3 separate regions of the Sus scrofa genome follow, and regions 1 and 2 are each linked to region 3. The links are chromatin contacts, called in public HiChIP or PLAC-seq maps. All regions are on one chromosome and are shown on one strand. The core of a region is the stretch at or near the end of the contact, and the rest is flanking DNA. Distances in the headings are between cores, read along the strand shown.

Region 1 (3,047 bases), core at 425-2,924, 380 kb after region 3:
GGATGATTTCGAGTGAGTTTTACTTGATCTTGGCTCTGCTTTAGTGCCCTCGTCTATAAGGTGGGACTGGTAATAATTGCACTTACCTCATGGAGTTATTGAAAGGATTAAATGAGCCTGTAAAGTGCTTAAAATAGTATCTGGCTCAGAGTAAGTGCTCTGTCTGTTCATGCTGGATGGCTGGATGCATTTGTGTAGTGGCGGTGGGCCTGTCTGCTTGGCCCTGTGACCACGAGCTCGCCGTGGGCAGGACACATCCCACGTGTCCCTATAGTCTCAGCACCTAGCCCGGTGCCTGGCACACGGTAGGCATGCCGCAAATACACGTTATGAGAACAGTGACCACTCTGGGAACTTTCACATGCCACAGGTGTGGCCAAAAAAAAAAAAAAAAAAAAAAAAAAAAAACCCACAAAAAACCAAACCTCTGGATTTGGGAGGGGCAGACTCAGCATCAGTGGCAGCGGACGGAGGGAGGGAACGAGGGTGGTGAGCAGGATCGGGGTGAGAGGTGTGAGGACTGTGTGAGTGGGTGGGGGGGCAGGACCAGAAGCCAGGGGGCCTGGAATGCTAGGCGAGAGCCCAGGCGAGGCGCTGGGGAGCATGGGGAGCAGAGAAGGGTCGGGCAGGTCCAGGATTTTAGGGGACATTCTGGTGGAAGAATCTAGGCTAGATTGGAGAAGAGAGAGAGCCTGGAGCTAGCAGGGCGACCAGCTAGGAAGTGCTGGGAACACAGGGCTGAGAGTCACAAGTCGTGTGGGAAGGCAGTGTGCTATTTGCCCCCCCACCCCCCACCCCCGGCCCAGTGCCACGAGGAACCAGGCCAGCCCTTGTGACCTTCCCCGTCGAGCCCTGCCTATTCCAGCCCCGGTGCTTGTCTGTCTGCGGCCCCCTCGCCCTGACACACCTTGTGTAGGTTGCCAGGCTCAACCCCGGCTCCAGTGCCCCACGCTCTCTAGCCTCTGGATGTCTGTGTTTATTATTTTAATCTTGAAGTGAGAAACAGGTTGGTGGAAGTAGGCCATGTGCTTGTCTTTGCTCTTGTCACCAAGGACAGGTGTATTCCCAAGCCCTGAAGCAGGACCTGGAGCCCAGGAGGGTGGTTCGGAGGCAGTGCTGAGGATTCGTCCAGGAGAAGGCAGAGTGCATGCGGGGCCTGGACCAGACTGGCCGTTTGGTCCTGTGGAGGGAACCCCCATCTGCCTGCCCCCTGGTCCCGGGCCGCGTCCATCGGGCAGATGCTGTGCAGCGCTCCGGTGGGGCCAGGTCGTAGCCCGGCCAGTGGGAGGCACGGTTCCTGGCCACTGAGAACCCTGGCTTGTCCTCAGCGCCCGCACCCTTGTATCTGGGCCACAGCTGCTCGTGACGTGCGTGGCTGGTCTGAGGAAGTTGTGCGTAGCCAACCTGCATGAATAAGCACCTGCTGCCTACACTGTTGTACCTGGTCTCCATGGTAACAGGCACAAGGACGTCAAGGGGACACACAGGCCTGCCTTGGGCGGTGAGGTGTAGTGACAGTCCCGCCATGTCCCCAGCGCCGCCTGTGTGTTGGCCGGTGCACTGATGGCTTTGCCTAGATTATTTCATCTCATCCTCGGGGTGACTTCATGTCACCGTGGTCATTAGCGCTGTTTTGTGGAGGAAGAGGCTGAGCAAGAGGAGGTTAAGTAGCTTGCCCTGGGTCACACAGCCAGTAAACCCAGTCTTGCTGAGTCACGCCCTGCTGTCAGGCCCGAGGCTGAGCCTCTCAGGCGGTGGCACCCAGAACTTGGGGCCTCACGCTGGGAAGACCCGGGGCCCATCTGTGCGCTGCTGCTCCCTCACTGTCTCGGCTGATGCCTCCGGCTTTTCTCCTTGGCTCATCTGTGTGTTGCCTAGCCTTTGAGGGGAGATGAAGGGGGGTACTGCGTCATAAAACGTCTTTGTGCACTGGAAGGCGTTCTCTACACACCTCACTCACGTGGGTCAATAGTAAAAACTTACTTAAAAAGGTACACGTGCACAGGCCTTTTAGGGCCGAATCCTTGGCACATAGAAGTTCCCAGGCCAGGGGCTGAATTGAAGCTGCAGCTGAGGCCTACACCACAACCACAGCAACGCCAGATCCAAGCCACATCTGCGACCTGCACCACGGCTCACGGCAACGCCGGATCTGTAATCCACGGAGCGAGGCCAGGGATGGAAGCCGTGTCCGCACAGACACTGTGTCGGGTTCTTAACCTGATGAGCCACAGTGGAAACGCCAACCCTTTTTTTTTTCTTTTCAGGACATGCAGTTAGTCCCAATTTTGTACCTGCGATTGTCAAGTGCGAAAACAGGGAGTAGCAGTTTATCGGGGAAGGACCGAGTTTGGGGGAAGCCTCCTGAGAGGAGGATGTCACTGGCTTGCCCGACACGGTGTTCGTGAGTCGGGGACAGGCCGTGTACCCCTGCACGGGCCCCGAGGTCCTACTCCGTAAAGTGGAGGTGATGGTAGGCCGGCCTCCGGCGTGCGCGAGCACCAGGCCCGGCGCGTGCTGAGGGCTCTGGCTGGTTCAGGCCTTCCTTCCTCACGAGGAGGGTGCTGGTGGGGCGGCTTAGAGACAAGGGGCTTCCCGGTTTGGGGGCTTCGCCTTGTTTGAAGGCTCCCAGCGAGGTGAGCAGTGTCCATGCCTGTTGGGGATGAGAGCTGAGGCCTCAGGGCAGCCTCAGGAGGGGCCAGTCCCTTGGGAAGGGCGCTGCGCCAGGGGGAGGGGCTACTCTTCCTACCCCTCATCTCCCGAAGCTGGGGTCCTTGGGGGTCAAGGGCGTGGGAGAGGAGGTCGAAGTCCTCCCGCGGGCCGGGGGAGAGGGCCCTGTCCTTGTGGTCAGCTGACAGGGCTCCAGCTTGGGCCTGAGCGGGTTCTCAATCCACGGGCGGAGGGAGTCATTCCACGGCGTCGCATGGCTCTGTCGTCTTGGCCGAGGAGCGACGTTTACTCAGAAGGAAGGGTTCCTGCCATTTTTTTAACTTGTTACTCGGTTCTGCGTGTGCGAGTGAAAGGAGACGGGGAGGTAAGACTTGGGG
Region 2 (3,295 bases), core at 549-3,048, 330 kb after region 3:
AGTCCCTTGTCGGGCATGCGTCTTAAGACAGCTCTTAGGTCACTGCCACACCTGAGTCTTCAGCAGAGGAGCCTGACACTCAGACTAGTTGCATGACTTGCAAAGAATCTAGTACGTAATGGAGCAAGGGTTGATGCCAGGCCTGATGGAAGCCGGGGCGGCTTCATGGAGGTGAGAGGAGTCTTGAAGGGTGGGGAGCCCAAGGGGGAAGGCAGGGTTCTTCATCCCCCTGGCAGCCAGGGTTGCGAAGGTCACAGGCTATCACGTGCCTGGGCTTCCTCGTGGTGGTAGCCAGTCCCAAGGCCCTTCCCACCAGCTGCTCCTGCACACCCTCTGCTCACTCTTCAAGGCATGTGAGGAGATGTTTCTGATCTCCCAAACCGGACGTGCACTCACCCTCCTCGGAATGTCTGTAGCGCTGAGGCGTAACTTTCTGATGGCATTTATCATGTAACCAGTTCTGTCACCCATTCGTCTCTTTGCGCCTCAGTTTCTTCATCTATCAAATGGGGAGAATAATAGTAGCCATCTCAGAGATCCTGCCATGGTGCCAGGGGATGAGCAGTGTCTCTGCAGCACCAGGATGCAGGTTCAATCCCCGGCTGGGCACAGTGAGTTCAAGGATCTGGCTTTGCCACAGCTGCAGTTAGATCACAACTGTGGCTTGGATCTGATCCCTGGCCTGGAAACTCCACACGCCTCAGGGCAGCCAAAGAAGAAAAAAATAGTACCCGTCTCTTAATAGGGTCATACAAGGCGTAAACAAGTTAACGTTATGCGTAAAACACTTAGAGAAGGGCCCGAGACATAGGAAGCAGCATTTAGCTTCGATGCCGAGCGTGCACACTGACAGCTCTGCCCACGCGGTGTTCATAGCTACGCCCCCCAACACACACTCATACCGCACATGCGACACCCCCCAGAGGGTTTCACACCACGTCTCCTATTCAGCTCCTGATGACTGTTGGAACAGCTGAATCTGGTTGAGGAAGAGCTTCCCAGGCCTCAGCAGGCTAAGCAGGAGCCACTCTGCTCGGCTTGTTTCAATGTCCAAGAGTCCGGTTCCTCTGCCCCTCTCAGGGACAAGACTCGCTTCAACCAGAGGCATCTGGTCAGGGCTTTGCTTCCTCTTCAGCCGGAAGGCTCAGGGCTGGGGAGGGCATGGTGCCTACCGGGAGGCAACAGAAAGCTCGCCCGAGGGCAGTGGACCCGAAGGAGAGGGAGCCTGCTGCTCCCATCCAGTGCGCCGCCCAGACTCCCCACAGCCAAGGCCGTCGTGGGTGCTTCTCTCCAAGGGCTTCCTTGGACACCTGTAGAACCTCACCTTTCCCGAGGCTGTGACTGCACCGCTCTGTAACCTTGGCCCCTGGGGACCTTCTGAGGCTACCTCTGGACTCTTGTCTCTGTGACCTGGAGGTTAGCTCGCCCGGCCCTCTTGGCCCCACCAAAGCCTCCGATTCCAGCTGGCAGAAGGCTGGGACATGAGGCCAGTCTTGACCTTGTCCCGCGCAGGCACAGAGGAGCCTGGGTCTTCCTGCCTGGGGCCATGGCACTAGAAAATACCCAGGCTACTTTCCAAGCTGGGGGGGGGGGTGCTGGTTTTGCCCCAGGGGGCAGCCCTGCTCCGCAAACAGGAAGCCTCCTCCTCCATGGAGGCTCGGTTCTGATGCCCCCTCACACCCCCCGCCCCCCAGCAGTTTCCCCCAACAGGAAAGCGGTCAGAGCTGTTCAGGCATTTCCTCCTCCGCCATCTGCCATCCTGGACAGGGGACGGTCTGGGTTTCGGTTCCTTTCCCGTGCAGGGGAGGCCGCACCCATTGGAGGCTGCCAGAATAAACCCTGGGAGGTCTGAGTGCAGGGTGCTCCAGGGGCACCCGGCCAGGGCTCCCAACTCACGCTTTCTCTGTGGGAGGGTTACCGGTGTGCCTCCGGAGCCTGAGTGCCTGCGTCCTTAGGGACCGGTCAGCAACCTGGAGCTCAACCACGGCCCTCATGTTAACCCGGGCTTCGTGATTCTAATGAGACAGAAGGTGGGAGATTAGACGAGAACCCCGCTTGGCCTGGAGACGTGCTCTGTGTGAGGCCCTGGGAGAGGCAGGAGGAAGGGACCCGGGGCCCTGGAGTCTGTGTCATAGCTTTTGCCCTCCACCCTCCCTCCCTTGGCTTTCCGTCCAGTGTTGGAGATATTGCGCACTTGAAACAAAGGATCTTCTTTCTCTTCGTTAGTGTGGCACTGTCAATATCTTCTTTCGAATTTAATTTCGAAGGGCATAGGTGCACATGGGAAGTCCTTAGATCAGATGGTGTTTCCCGTCTTTGTTCTCTGGTATCTGCCACCTCGTGACACTTAGCAGTGACACGTCTTAGTCTTAGGTGTTTTGGTCCTGGAAGATTTTGGAGTTTTTCTCATTATTGTGTTTTTGCACACATACAGTTTCCAGGATTTTTTTTTTCCCCAGTAGGAATTTTAGGAAAAAACAAAAAAAGATTCTTCTTGTTTTGAGGGTCATAGTGTGACATTAGTCAGAACTATTGCCTGAGACCCAGACACGGTTCGGGGTCAACTCGTAATGTTACCTCCAGCTTGTCTTTTTTCTCTGCCTTCCCAGGAGAAGTTTAAGAAGGACAATGGAGAGAAGTTGATGCAAATCCTGTGTGGGCAGGAGCAGGCTGAGGCCGGGCCAGGGGTGTGCTCCTTGCTCCTTGCCCAATCTGAGGTGAAACCTCACTGCCTGCTGCTGGTCTTGGCCAACGGAACAGGTATGGGGCACCTCTGTTTGGGGATCTAGGGAGGGAGAGGGGCTGAGGTTAGAGGAGGCTGGGTAGAAATCGGGCGTCTTAGCCCCAGGAGCACAGGCACTGGGAAGCAGGACTGTACTGGCTTTGGGAGAGACCATCCTGTGAGCTCTACTCGCCACCAGAGCATCTTCTAGAACAGCGTAGGGGAGTCGAGCGGGATGAGCTATTCCATCCTCTAGATTCAGCAACTCCTGTTTCTAATTCTAGAACTTAGCAGCAAGTTCCTGCTTCTGGAAAAGCACCAGTCTGAACTGAGAGAGGTAAGTTCTCTGAGATGAGGGGCCTCAGTGGAAACTGAACTCCCCTGGGTTAGGGGAGTTCACTGGAGGAGCGGAGAGAGTAATTCTCTTCTCCAGACCTGCCCTTCCTCCCTCTTCACCCTTCTCCAACAGCCCTGGCCCTTCTATGTTTGAAACACAATTTTACAGTGCAGCTTAATTAAGAGATGTCAGTCTTAAGTCCTGTTTGAAAATCGCTGAGGTCTGTGTCTTCTTGG
Region 3 (2,916 bases), core at 250-2,749:
GCAAACCTTGCCTGCACTCCCCTGCACAGCAGGAAACCAAGTCCCCTCCTGACCCTGCTGCACCACTGATGCTCCCAAACAGTGACCCTCGAGCCCCACGGAATGAACTCGCTTGGCTGGGCACTAGAAGCAGTCTGTCCCAGATTAGGTGCTGGTTGAGGGGTAAGAGGATAACAGTTCGACTAGTGATTTGTTGAGAACTGACTTAACTGGCCTTACCAGGCAGGATGGAAGGACCTCAGCAGTTCTTGCCATCATAGGTTCTAGAAGCTGAAGGAAGCAAGTCTTGAGGTATCATTTTGTCTGAATGAAGAAGTCTTAGAAACTGCTTCATCCTAACACCCTTTATTTTAAGATCAGGAAAGAGGCTCAAGTTGATGCTGGACCAGTCTAAAGACATACAACTCAGGGGTGACACAGGCAGGACTTGAATCTAGGGCTCTCTGGGTCCCCCACTCTTCCTCCTGCCCCATGAATCCATGTCTTCTAGCCACCAGGCCAACTTCCCCATTCATACTTCAACCCTCAGCATCCCTACAGGCTGCAGAGAGGCTGTGTTGGGACGTGTGCAGTAGTATGCTGGAAACGCTCACCCTGGCTCTCTTCCCTTTCCTCCAACGCATGCTTCCCCGCTTGAGCCCCTTCGTTGGGCAAGGGAGGGCTGGGAATCAGAGGTCTGCCCACTGCGTTCATTCCCATGGAAAGAAAGAACATGAGTAGAAAGAGAAGTCAGGAGCTCTGGCGGGATTCCTGCCGTGCAGTCTCCTGGGGAGGCTGCAGTGATAATAATAACAGCCAGCACAAGTCGAGCACTCACTGAGCGCCAGTTCCCAGGCTAAGACGTTTCGCTGCATTTGCTCATTTATTCTGATGACAACCCGAGAGATCGGTCCTGTAATTACCCCGTTCTACCGGAAAGGACCTCACCTTGGCCTTGGTCCCAAATTTCCTCCCCGATTCGATTCTACTGTGTCTCTGGAGGCCTGGGCAGGGAGGCGAAATGGTTAACCTCGCGCCCTGCCCTTTGGTGTTACCTCTGCTGCCGGAACCTTCTTCCACTCAAGGGCTAAGCCTCTCTGCGCACGTACGCTGGGGGGGAGGCAGGGGGGCACTGCCCACAAACTCAAAGCCTGCATGTCTCAGTGAGCACTGTCCCAAAGGCAAGACCCCTGGTGCAGCTTGATCCTCACGGCCCTTCCTTCGGGGACACACAGCTCTCTCCACCTGGAGGCAAGGGAGCTTTGCCACCCGGAGACAAGCCAGCAGGGCCTCCTGCGGGTCCCTAGCCGGCTGAGGAATTCGAGCTTGCTGCTCTGTCCTTTCCGCAGCTCCTCTTGAGGAATTCACGTCCTGCTACCGGCCCCAGGACGTAGCTAAAAATAACCTCTGATTTTCAAACCGAAAGCTCTGTCTGTGGGGAGGCTTTGCTGGGGAGTCTGTGGGGCCGGAAGGGCTGTGTCAGAGCCTCTGAGGTCAGCCTGGGCCTCGTGCGCCGTTGCCTTCCTCTTTCCAAGGAAGCCCGGGGCCTGATGAGTCAGCCCAGAGCGCCCTGCTGGAGCCCAGCTGGAGGAGAGCAGTGGGGAGCGGGGGAGACCGCTGGCCCCGTGGAGGCTGGCAGGTGTGGATGCACAGCCGAGGAGGTGTTCGAGGGGGTGTTTCTGAAGCTGCAGAGCAGAAACCATGTGGATTCCCCAGGTGGCATCGGTTCTAGTTCCAGCGTGGTGTCGTCACACTGGGGGCCAAGAGGCACAGGACACTCCCGAGGCGCCGTGGAGCAAATCCTTCGTCCTTGGCTTGGGCGCTTCCCCTCCTGCTGCCTCCCCACCCAGAGTTCTGTCTGGACTTGTCTGAGGAGGTTGCAGGACAATCTGTCCAGCTGGAGAAAAGATTTCTCTGCTAGACAGCTCGCTGCCTCCTGCTGCCGCTGCCACCACTGTCCCTCCCTCTCCGCAAGAGCCAGCAGCAACGCTGGCAGAGTGATGCCAGGCTCCACTGTCCACCCGCTGCCCAGGAGTCTAGAAGCTCTCTCAGGAGCCCTGCCTTGCCCCTCTGAGCAGCTTCCTTGGAACAGGGAGGAACAACTATAGAGCCTGGGGGTTGGGAGGGCAGGGGGGAAGCAAAGAAATTTGGGGGGGCTGACCAGGCAGGGCAGGCAGCCCAACATCCACCACATGGAGCCCTACGCAGTCACAGGTCCCTGCAGGGGCTTCAGTGAGGCTTAACTTCAACTTGCCTCTCTTTGCTTCTGCCCACATTTCCCAAACCCAGAACCTTTGCCCAGATGGCTGAAGCTGGCCTCAGCTAGCCAGTCCCCGTGAGCAAGGAGGCCGCTCCCCCCACGCTCCACCTGCAGAGATGACGTGGAAGCAGCTTCCCCAGGACCTGGCAGCCCGCTCGCAGGGAGGCGGTGGCTGGCGTCCTCCTGCCTCCAAGGGGGCTGGGTGCCTGCCCATCTCCTGGGGACCCTTCTGGCTGCTGAATAGCACCTGTGGGGGTCCCAGTCCTTCGGCCTTCGTGTAGCTCTCCACCCAAACAAGTTCCAACAGCTAACAATCAGGGAGTCTTCCTTCAAGAGAGGACGAGGCTGAGGGTCAGTGAGAGTTACTCAGGGTGACCAGCTGTCCCCTTTCCTGTGGGACAGAGCATGAAAGAGTAAAGAGTCCGCAGGGTGAGGGGTGGAAGTCGGAAATAAAAAGGAAGTTTTTGCAATGGCAGACTCGGAATAGCTGGCCAGGAGGGCCTGGGAGAGGGCCGTCCCAGCCAGCTTTTACAGGACAAGGGAGCTTCCCCCCGGACGGGGAGAGGACAGGCCAGGTGACTGGCTGGGGAAGGCGGGCTGCTGTCCCAACACTGAGATCAGCTGACAGGGGGAGCTCAGTCTTTCAGCCTCGCTGAGAGATGAAAACGATGTCTAAA

The links. HiChIP or PLAC-seq counts read pairs in DNA pulled down with a chosen protein or histone mark.
Region 1: an H3K27ac HiChIP or PLAC-seq map of alveolar macrophages shows a contact between it and region 3. The contact joins two enhancer-like sites. A contact is called at or near these places in 1 of 47 Hi-C or Micro-C datasets (skeletal muscle) and 2 of 2 datasets of contacts at active chromatin or transcription factors (alveolar macrophages and skeletal muscle).
Region 2: an H3K27ac HiChIP or PLAC-seq map of alveolar macrophages shows a contact between it and region 3, with 5 times the contacts expected there. The contact joins two enhancer-like sites. A contact is called at or near these places in 2 of 2 datasets of contacts at active chromatin or transcription factors (alveolar macrophages and skeletal muscle).

Annotation. Positions count from the first base shown.
Region 1 is chr9:134,982,522-134,985,568 of Sscrofa11.1, forward strand. It overlaps LOC110255544 (a long non-coding RNA gene), which reads left to right. Exons shown (of 2, transcript XR_002336086.1): 2 at 1-408. Among named protein-coding and RNA genes, the nearest start is that of MIR29B-2, 35 kb to the right of the region's middle. Within about 2 kb of position 1,675, at least 2 of the 83 cell types and tissues checked have an H3K27ac peak or open chromatin away from gene starts, as enhancers often do. A contact at or near this core is called in alveolar macrophages, where this site is marked.
Region 2 is chr9:134,932,118-134,935,412 of Sscrofa11.1, forward strand. It overlaps CD34 (CD34 molecule), which reads left to right. Exons shown (of 8, transcript NM_214086.1): 5 at 2,610-2,760; 6 at 3,007-3,059. Among named protein-coding and RNA genes, the nearest start is that of CD34, 21 kb to the left of the region's middle. Within about 2 kb of position 1,799, at least 21 of the 83 cell types and tissues checked have an H3K27ac peak or open chromatin away from gene starts, as enhancers often do. A contact at or near this core is called in alveolar macrophages and skeletal muscle, where this site is marked.
Region 3 is chr9:134,607,257-134,610,172 of Sscrofa11.1, forward strand. The region is part of intron 1 of PLXNA2 (plexin-A2); the gene reads left to right. Among named protein-coding and RNA genes, the nearest start is that of PLXNA2, 24 kb to the left of the region's middle. Within about 2 kb of position 1,500, at least 52 of the 83 cell types and tissues checked have an H3K27ac peak or open chromatin away from gene starts, as enhancers often do. A contact at or near this core is called in alveolar macrophages and skeletal muscle, where this site is marked.